Regions from separate parts of the Mus musculus genome. Here region 2 is linked to region 1. A link is a contact called in public promoter capture Hi-C data. All regions are on one chromosome and are shown on one strand. Each heading gives the region's core, a stretch centred on a gene start, on an enhancer-like site or on the middle of the called end of the contact. The rest is flanking DNA. Distances are from core to core; before and after follow the strand shown.

Region 1 (4,950 bases), core at 988-3,487:
TTCAGTGAGTATTACTGATAAGCAATATCAAAGTTGAAACATACTTCTAAAAGGAAAAGAAAGAGACCATAGCCCCAAGAAAAGGGAATGTGAACATGAACTGTACTTGGCATACTTTTAGTTTCTGAAAACAATATTCTCATCAGTTATGTGAACTTCCTTGGCTAGTACTCCAAGCCTTAGGTTTTAAGTTAGCCCTGTGGGAATAATAACAACAGAGATGAAAATAGATCTTCTGGTCCAAGGGTATATGGCTTCTGTATAAGAACATTAAATTATAAGGTGCTACACTAATTTAAGCCATCATAAATGTATTTTAAATATACTTTTTATTATTAATAAATTTAAATCACTTATCCTAGACCCACTCTTCAAACACACTGCAAATGACTGTAACAAAGACAGTCACAGAGCCCAGGGGAGAGAGGAGATGGCTCCTTGACTAAGGGTATTTGCCCAAGCTTAATGTCATGTTTGTATATCTAGAACTCAGAGGGCGAAAAGAGTTCTGACTTTTCCAAACTGATCTCTGACCACACACATTCACCACATCATTTGTATATCCCCACTACAAATAAATAAATAAATGTAAAAAAAAAAAAAAAAGAGCACGGGGAAGAACACACACATGAAAGAGAATTCTCAGTAACTCAGTACAGGACTATACTCTAGAATGCAATCTTTGGCCTTATTGGAAGTAGAGAGCAGTGCAAAGAAAGACCTAGCCTATCTCTCCCAGCTACCCAGTAGAATTAAAGAATCACCTATTGTTAATCACAATAGAAGAAAGGACAAACGTTAAATGTGGCACTTTTTGTTTTCAAACTAACAGCCAAGGATATTTCTCCAAAGCAGTCTCAGTAATTCTATTATTTGCACCACACTGACCCGATTTCACCTCTGCAAAAATAGAAGGTTATCTGGAGAAACTGGGAGTCATTTTTATTCTAGGAAGTATAATCAAAGATTATGGTGAGGGGCTTATGCTATCTGTTATATCCTCTTAAACAGTCCTGTGTGAAGGGCTGGTCTAAATCAAGAACAAACATGAGAACTACTAAACATGAGAACTACTAACATAGTTTCAGTTAATTTTAAACAAGAAAAACTACTCTACCAGATACAGCCTCATCCAACTTCCTAAAGCTTTTTCTTCTAGATTTTGCACTTTTGAGGACAAACCCGTTGAAACAAAGTTAACATATTTCTGAAATACTTTTTATTTTGATTCAGGTTTTTCATCTTTGGAAAATGCTTGCTGGAAGAATGTGTTACAAATTATGTTTCTTGGTGCTGTGCATGCATCTTGTAAAAATCTCTGCTAACTCTTTAAAGACTCCCAAGCTTTTCAGAAATGTATGCACAAAAACAATAGAATGCTCTGATAAGAATAATTTAGCTGCATTGAATACAGTTGTCCCTCAAAGCCCCTGAGATGTGTTTGTGACCACTGGAGTCTGAGAATAAACAGAAGTCTAGTCTATTTTGAGTGAGAGGAGGTTTCACAAATGTGAGTGGAGGTGTTAGCCACATACTTAACTATTTTATGTAAATAATTGGAAACAGGATTCTTAAAGTTAAAAGAAAACAATTACTTAACTCAAAGTTACTAAGCTCAACTACAGCTGCTCGCCAGGGATGGGGGTGGGGGTGGGAGTGAGAGCTTTCCTCTGCAGGAACGGAATCTAATTTGATGAAACGTTTTTCTCTCAATTGGAAAGAAGAAAAGATAAAAAAGTCTGCCTTGGGAACTTTAGAACTAGTTTTCCGTAGACCAGTTTCCAGGATTTAGTGAGCAGTTTGGTGTTCCTTGTGCCCCGCACAGCTCTCTCGGGGGGGTCTTACTCTTAATTTGCAGGAGTTCAGTCCCTTGCGCCTGGAAGAGCACACCCTAAAGTAAAGCGAGAAAGTGGTCCCCAACCAGCAATTCTTTCTCTCTAGCTGAAGCCTGTTAGGAGCAGCGCTCCAGGGAAAGGGCGCCCTGGACTGTACCTCTCTGTTGATGCGCTTGGGACTGTCGCCGCTGAGTCTGGGAGCCTTCGAGCGTCCCCAAGAGCAGGAGCAAGAGGATCCCGGCGGTGGCCGCAGGCATCCTGGCCGGAGCAGATCCACTCCTCCCGGAGCCCACGGAGTTGCAGCCTCGGGTCCACCCAGCTGAAATGAGCAGCTGCAGGGGAAAGAGGAGGAGACAGTGCTCCCCAGCTCTGCCCTGCCACCGCCCAAGGGTGGGTGAGAAAGGGCAGTCCCCACCCCTTCCCAGGCCTGGGCCTTTAAAGGGTCCTTGGTTGGAAGAACCTGTGTTCTGTGCTTCCTCTGTCAAGGGAATAGGGCCTCTAGCAGGAGTTATCCAAACTTCTTTAGCATTAAGGAAGTAATTGATACCAAGGCACTCTGGGGTCTGTGAAATCCCTCCAGATGGAAAACATTATTGCCAAGAAAGCTAGAAACTTTGACTCCTCAGAAGGTTCTGGCAAAATTATATGCAGCTGCCCTGGGTCCAGGTGATCCCAGACTGTCCCAAGGTCATGGTGCTAACTACTAGGGAACTGAAGTTGCCCACGGGGAACCTCACGCTGGCTTGCACATTAGGAAGGAACTTCCCGGAAGGCAGCTGTGCAGGGAGCAGGGGATGATAGACTAAAGCTGTCCCAATTCCACTGAAATGTTTCTGAAATCACTCCACTGGTTGGAAGCTGTCCCTATAACCAAGGGACATTATTAAAAGGGAATGGAATGTCTGTAAAGATTTCTGCTTATCAGTCATGGTGGCTTCTTCCTTTTAACTCAACAAAGCAGTGTTCTACCCTCTGTCACAGGGCTTCCCATGGCCACTCCATAACAGGTTGTTATTGAAAAGGCCACTGGTTCTCAGTAGGGCCTGGAAAAACAACTTCACAGGTTTTAGGTGGCACCCAGGATACCCTTTGTATTAGTGTACCCTGGCATCAGGATGCACTCAAGGAAAGAGCAAGCCTACACCATAAAGTATTCCATCTTGAACTTCTGAATGGGCCACCGCATGTGTGCCCGTGCGTGTGTGTGTGTGTGTGTGTGTGTGTGTGTGTGTGTGTGTGTAGTCAGTTTGAAATAGGATCTCACTATGGTCTCAGATTCAGAGATGCACCTGCCCCTGTCTGTCAAGTGCTGGGATTAAAGCCTTGGACAACTCATCTAAATATTTTTAAGGGAAAAAAAAAAAAGCTTTAAAACTGAAATCCGACAGTTTGTTTGCAAAAAAAAAAAAATGTATTTACTAATTTTACAGGATGCACCAATTAAGCCAACTGAGATAATGCTTTGTGAGTTTCCAGTTCACCAAAATGTATATAATATTTCAGACCCTTACACTGAGTGAAATTCTGTACAGTATTGGACTACTAAGCCATTTATACATCTATTTCCATACTGCAGTGCATATGGTTGTTATATGGATGGCTTAGTTTTCTTTTTAATTTATAGTTAAGATGTATCCATCTTTAAGATGCCACATAGAAGCTACAATATTTTCATTTCGTAGTAATAGACAGTAACTCTCGTAAAGAGCTGGTGAGAATCCAGAGCTAACATCCACTTGTCATCGGGAACCCTCCTAAAGGCATGTCTAAGCTCCTACTTTAGATCTATGGCTTCTGTACATCTATGTGTGCTGTCTGAAAAAGAGACTTAGATGAGGGCTCTGCTGCTCTCTCTCTCTCTCTCTCTCTCTCTCTCTCTCACACACATATAGAGGCAACATTTGATACAAATAGTATCATTTCTTCATATTATGACTTTCACCTCTTTTGTTCTTCCCAAAATGAGTTCATCCTGTGGGATATATACATATATATATTTATCTCTGTCACAGTTTGTCTATTACAGTCTTAGAACCCTGTACTAGTTTAAAAAACAAAATTCTTAACTATTCTAGAGCTTTTGAATTTTACTGCAGCTGTTTAGAGAAAATGTTTTCATTAATAAAGGTGAACACTTTTACGTTATTGCTTCAGAACTGTTTTAGATTGAGATCAATAGAGCATAAATTAAAAGGAGTGTGTGTGTGTGTGTTGTATATTTGTGTGTTTATGTGTGTCTGTGTGTGTATATGTGTGCATGTGTGTCTGTGTGTATGTGTGTGTGGTGTGTCTGTGTATGTGCGTGTGTGTGTCCTCTGTTCCCAGCTCCTTCATCAAGGTGCACTTGTTACAAGTGGGGACTCTGTGCTGTCACAATCATCACCCTGTCTGCACAGCACATATTAAGCTGTTGCCTCAGATGAATCTGGATTTGGATAAGTATGTCATGCTGGATCATCTCACTACCTTAAAATTACTCCCTAATTTGCCACTTCATCTTCCTTTTCATCTTTTGACCCACGAAGCTTAGACAATCACTGAGTTTTTAAAGCCTCCTTACTACTTCCAAGCCTGAATAAGTACTAATAGTTGTTATAAATACCTATGCACAGGTATTTGCATTAGATCACAAGAGTATGTTTGATTCTATGAACTCCACAGCACTAACTCATCAATTTCTACTTATATCAGAGAGGTAATAGAAACTTTGACAGCAATTGAGTCTATAAATTAAATGGAGGAAAGTTGACATCTAAGCAATTCAGCAACTTCCATCCCCCACGTAAATTTACATTTTTAAACATCCTAAGACATGCTTTAAAGATTTCAACACACGTCTCGAATATACTTTCAAAAATTTAAATGTTTCATGGTTTAATGGAATTCTAATATTTAGTTTTCAAATATCTATACTGATACTAATGCAACTAATTTGGTCAACATTCATTGAATCCTTATTTAGAGAATTATGCTATACAAAATGTTAAGCAATTTACTACTGCTCCTTTGATCTGTATCTTTTATATATTTTCTGGCCCTGTGGGTCTGGCAATGATCCCAAGTTAAATTCAAGGGTTGGGAACTGACACATCTACCTTGTTTCTGATCAGAATGT
Region 2 (4,950 bases), core at 1,138-3,637, 1.1 Mb after region 1:
GGCTTTTTTATAATTAATTAATTAATTAATTAATTATTATTTTTTAACACTCCCTCTCACAATCCCTCCCTCACCACTTAACTTTGGATTTTTTTACATGTAAATTTATGTTTAAAATTTATCTTCATTTCATTTTCTTTCACGGGATGTTTTGAAACTATCTTTTCTTTCAGGTATTTAACAATAGTTAGTTAAATACATCTTTCTTCCTCACTGGCATGAAATTCTACCTTCTGCAAACTGGAAACTGTAATATACAGTCTCTTTACTTCTGAACTCCCATTGGTCTGACTTTGAGTAAGCCAATCGTTCCTGTTACTGACTGAACTTCAGTAATTCATTTTACCATGCTTCAGCTCAGAGATAGTAATGATTTGAGATAAGATGGCAGCAATGGCAATACAGGACAAGGTCAGAGGAGTGGCCTTGAGGACTGTCACTCATAGAGCTTGAGGGATTTGGAAGCTGTAGAAAATGTCTGTTCACATACAACTTTAGGCCTTCTGGCTTTGCACTCTCAAAGATGGGAGAGTCATTAATTTTATGATTGAGGATATAGGAGAAACAGATTCTGAGATACAAGAAGGATCTCTGTGTTAAAAGCAGAAGCAGGGACATACTGGATCTGTATAAATATCTGATGATATAGTGAATTCTTCTAGTGTTGGCTGCAAGGATAGAAACTTGAGTTATAAGTTAAAGATTTCAGATGAAATCCAGCATTGATTACATACCAAATAAACTTACTGCAGCACTAACTCTAAAAATGTATGATTTTTCAAGAGGCAGCCCTTTCCATATTCTAAAATCCTATGAAATATGCCAGGAGGCTACAAATAGTGTTTTCAGTCAAGTGAGAGGCCCAGACTTAGGTAAGAATGAGACAGAAGCTACATTTATCAAGCTTGGGAGATTTAGGGGACAAAAATGTTTCAAGGGATTACATAAAAGTTACTAGTGAAAATCACTTGAAGAATTTCCCACATTAACCCTAAGTTTGCCTAGAATGAAGGCTAGCAAATTGTTACAAGGGCTGAACATGACTCTGAAGAGCTTTAAGCATTTAGCATTTGGTAGATGCTCTATCATGATCAAGCAATTTGTCCAGAATCCAGCCTGAGAATGAACAACTTTTCATCATAGTTCATCTTTATCAACTTCAACCAATCTTCCTTTATTTATCTACAAAACATAGACAGTCTCACTTTAAATTGCAAGTATAACCTCTAAGATGATGTTTGAATTAAGTACAAAGAATAGGAAGCATAAAAATTTAAAACCAACCAACCAACCAAACAAACAAACAAACAAAACCCTAGCACCACCACAACAAAACTCCGATGTAAGGCAGAGGTGGTGACACATGCCTGTAATCCTAAGACAGAGGCAAGGAGGACTGGCATGTGTTTGAGCCCAGCCTGATATCCTAAGGAAAATTTTGTTTAAAAGAAACAAAAATCAAAATAAACAGAAAGATTGGTTTTGATGTATAAAAATTAGTTTCACAAGGTTTCTGTTATTTATTTATTTATTTATTTATTTATTTATTTATGGCTTTGAGCATTTTTCAACTTATGTTTAGATCATAAGAGCAAATTTATAGACTTCGGGGCTTGTGCAGTTTATTTATTTATGTTTTTAAATCTACATTTAAAAGGAGAGCTTCAAAGAGGAAGCAAACATTTAAATATATGTCTTATAAGTAGTTCTTTCTCTTCCTTTTTTCCTTTCTTCCTTTCTTCCTTCCTTCCTTTCTTCCTTCCTTCCTTCCTTCCTTTCTTTCTTTCTTTCTTTCTTTCTTTCTCTCTCTCTCTCTCTCTCTCTCTCTCTCTCTTTCTTTCTTTCTTTGGTTTTGTTGCTTTATTTTTATTTTATTTTATTAATTAATTTACTTTTGCTTTAAATACTTTCCTTCTCAGTGCAGAGACCAGAAAGTTCCCATCAATTTACTCTATTAATTCCTGAGTCACTTTTCATGTAACACCTCCTCCCTCCCTTTAAACTTCAGCAAAAATTTTAATGTGTAAAGATAAAAGGTGGTTTCTATGTGTCCTCAGAGTATCAGATTTCTAAAAACAGCTGACAACAGCTTCTTTTGTAACCAAGTTTAATGTAAAAGCACAATGAGTATGCAAAGCTAGAACCCAGATGCAGAGAGGCAACAAACTGATATAGTGCCATATTTAAGGTAAGACACTGTGCCTGCATTCTGGCCATGTCCAGTGTTCATGCCACAGGCCACTCTGTTTCATCACAATTTTGCCACTGCTGTGGATGCACAAGAACCAGCAACTTGCCAACCTCATTACTTTGGGTAGTGTCAGTTCAGACAAACACACCCCACCCCCATGTGTTTCTACTTCAGTGTCAGAAGGAAATGCAGCCGCAGGGAGAACAAAAAGAGCTTTACCCACTGTCTCCTGCCTATTCTCAAGTTCTTCCGCTGCTTGAGCTGTTTGCCCTGGGCTTGGCTTTCCTGTGACCTCCCTGCACCAGGTAGAAACTGAAGACCAGCTACTGCAGACAAGTACCTCCCCACCTTAGGGCTGTCCTACCCCGATTGGCTCCCATTTCACATTCTGCCTGTGTGGGCAATTATGAGCAAAGACAGAACGGTAGACAATTGACATCTAGAAACCACAAGGTCTTGTAAAAGATCAGGTCTATATACCACCGAAGACACAACAATGGCTTTATCTCTGGAAGAATTTGTCTACTCCCTTGACCTGAGGACCCTCCCCAGGGTCCTAGAAATCCAGTCAGGCATCTACTTTGAAGGTAAGTATTTTTCTAATTCTTTAATTTGATAGAATGTTCTTATAAAGTCTCTTGGAAATTTGTGGGAGAGGTTTTAGTAAGAAATACGTGGAAGGCTGTGTGTATAGTTCAGTGATTCGATACTTAGTTCAAACATATACACACCCAGCAAACAAAGTGCAAGTTGTCTGAAGGAAAGTTGAACACAGACACACACACACACACACACACACACACACACACACACACACACACATCCCAGCTGGTGAAGAAAGAAGAAACTAAGGCTTTAAGAAAGGTGGAGTGGAACTTTGTGAATTGCCATTTGCCATTTTTTTTCTTGGTAAGCATTCGACAAGTCTGCACAAAGGATGTTCTGTCTCTGCCCTACTCTTTGAAATTAATTGCCATCAGGTAAAAAAGTTTAATGTTGCTGACTATTGTTTTTAAACTATTAAAAACAGCAACATCAAAACAAAAACCCAAACACTATCAAGCTTGTTTTGTGTTTTGTTTCACCCAAAATGATTGCACCTATCAAGGGCACAGTCTTACAATGAATGCTGCCAAGTTCGGACTTCTAAGCTTGCCTTGTACTTGTAATCCTCTCTTCCTGCTCTACAAACTCCTTAAATGGTGGGAACTTTTATTTAAAGGTAAAGAAATTAGTGCCTATTGACTGTAGAGTATCTTTTAAGATTTGTGTTGAAAAGGTAAATTTTAATGAGGATTGTTGAATACTAAGCTGGTGAATTTTGGTGTAACTTACTGTAGTGTGTAAAATCCCCTAATATGAACGATACTAACATTTTAAAGTTAGTTTGGCCTGGATGGTGGTGGTACAGCTCTTTGATCCCAGCACTCAGGAGGCAGAGGCAGGTGGATTTCTATGAGTTCAAGCTAGCCTGGTCAACAGAGCAAATTCCAGGACAGCCAGTGCTACAGAAAGAAGCCCTGTCTCTAAACAAAACAAAACAAAACAAAACAAAACAAAACAAAACAAAACAAAACAAACCTTTTAAGTTTGGTTACATATAAGGTTCTCAAAATATTTCCTAGTTGGATATCAATTTTTGCTTACAAAAAGGGGAAAATTAAAGCCAATCAAAAAAAAACTGGGTCTAGTCAAATTACTAGGGAGAATGGTTGGCATGTGAGCTTTCCCACTCACAGTCTGTCCCATGGTTAGATTTCCAATTTTTGGACTTTTCACTGTAGTGGAATTGCACAAATCGTTCAGTTCTTTTTTCCATTTGAAGTACAATAGTCAATAAGTCATATGGAATATTAAACACTTGGTAACATAAAATAGGCATCTTGTCAAATGATTTCACTCACTGTGACTAGTACATGGTCTGCACACAATTAGGGTAGAGTAGGTTGAGCTGTGATTGTGCGGTGTTAGATGTATTGTATATATTTGAGAGTTTGGATGTTTTCAGTTCCCAGTGGGCTTTCGAGATGTAACCCTATCACAAATTAAAGAATATTTATTCAGTCTTACCTTACCAAAACAAAACAGGTTGACACATGCTACCTATATATTTACACACCCATAAGAGGTAATGGGTTGACAGTACTTGCTCTCAGATTATTATGAGGTTTTATGTAAGTTTTTGTGAATTGTTTGGGATCAGGTCGTCTTCTATCCTGTCTTCCTCAGACCATGTAGGGACTTATGCTTTTAAGACAGCTATCAGTTGCTTCTTGTCTTATGGTTTATGCTTTTAGGGCTTTATGGAAGACATCTTTCGAAACATTTAGGAAGAGTTTTGACAACAGTTTTACAGTTTCATATTTTACATTCAGTTTATTTTCAGGATGCAATGCTATGCCATGGTGTACGGGGACCCGACTTTACATTTCTGTGCATCTTTAGCTGATTTTCCAGTATCATTTTGTTGCTTCCAAATCAGATGCAACATTTGTCTTTGAAATGCCTCTTTTGTTTTGTTAGTTGATTTTTAAAATTAATTTTGGCCAATCGTATACATTGTATAAATGGGCAGCTATGAAATTAGCGTTAATATATGTTCAATGTACTTCTCATTCCATGTATTTTTATTCCATGTTTCAAAGTTAACTTAGTTTTTTACAGGTTTTTTTAAAGTACATGTAGAAAAATATCAATTGATTCTTTAAGAAATCTAATGAAGAACTTTATTGGATAGTATTGATTTCATATATTAACTT

The links. Promoter capture Hi-C pulls out the DNA fragments that hold promoters and counts their contacts.
Region 2: a contact with region 1 is called in a promoter capture Hi-C map of hippocampal neurons, with 2.5 times the contacts expected there. The contact joins the promoter of Themis here to the promoter of Lama2 in region 1. A contact is called at or near these places in 2 of 39 promoter capture datasets (hippocampal neurons and liver).

The regions. Positions count from the first base shown.
Region 1 is chr10:27,614,705-27,619,654 of GRCm38.p6, forward strand. Lama2 (laminin, alpha 2) reads right to left here and starts at 2,238. Exons shown (of 65, transcript NM_008481.2): 1 at 1,993-2,238. The coding sequence starts at 2,092.
Region 2 is chr10:28,665,973-28,670,922 of GRCm38.p6, forward strand. It overlaps Themis (thymocyte selection associated), which reads left to right and starts at 2,388. Exons shown (of 6, transcript NM_178666.6): 1 at 2,388-2,778. The coding sequence starts at 2,688.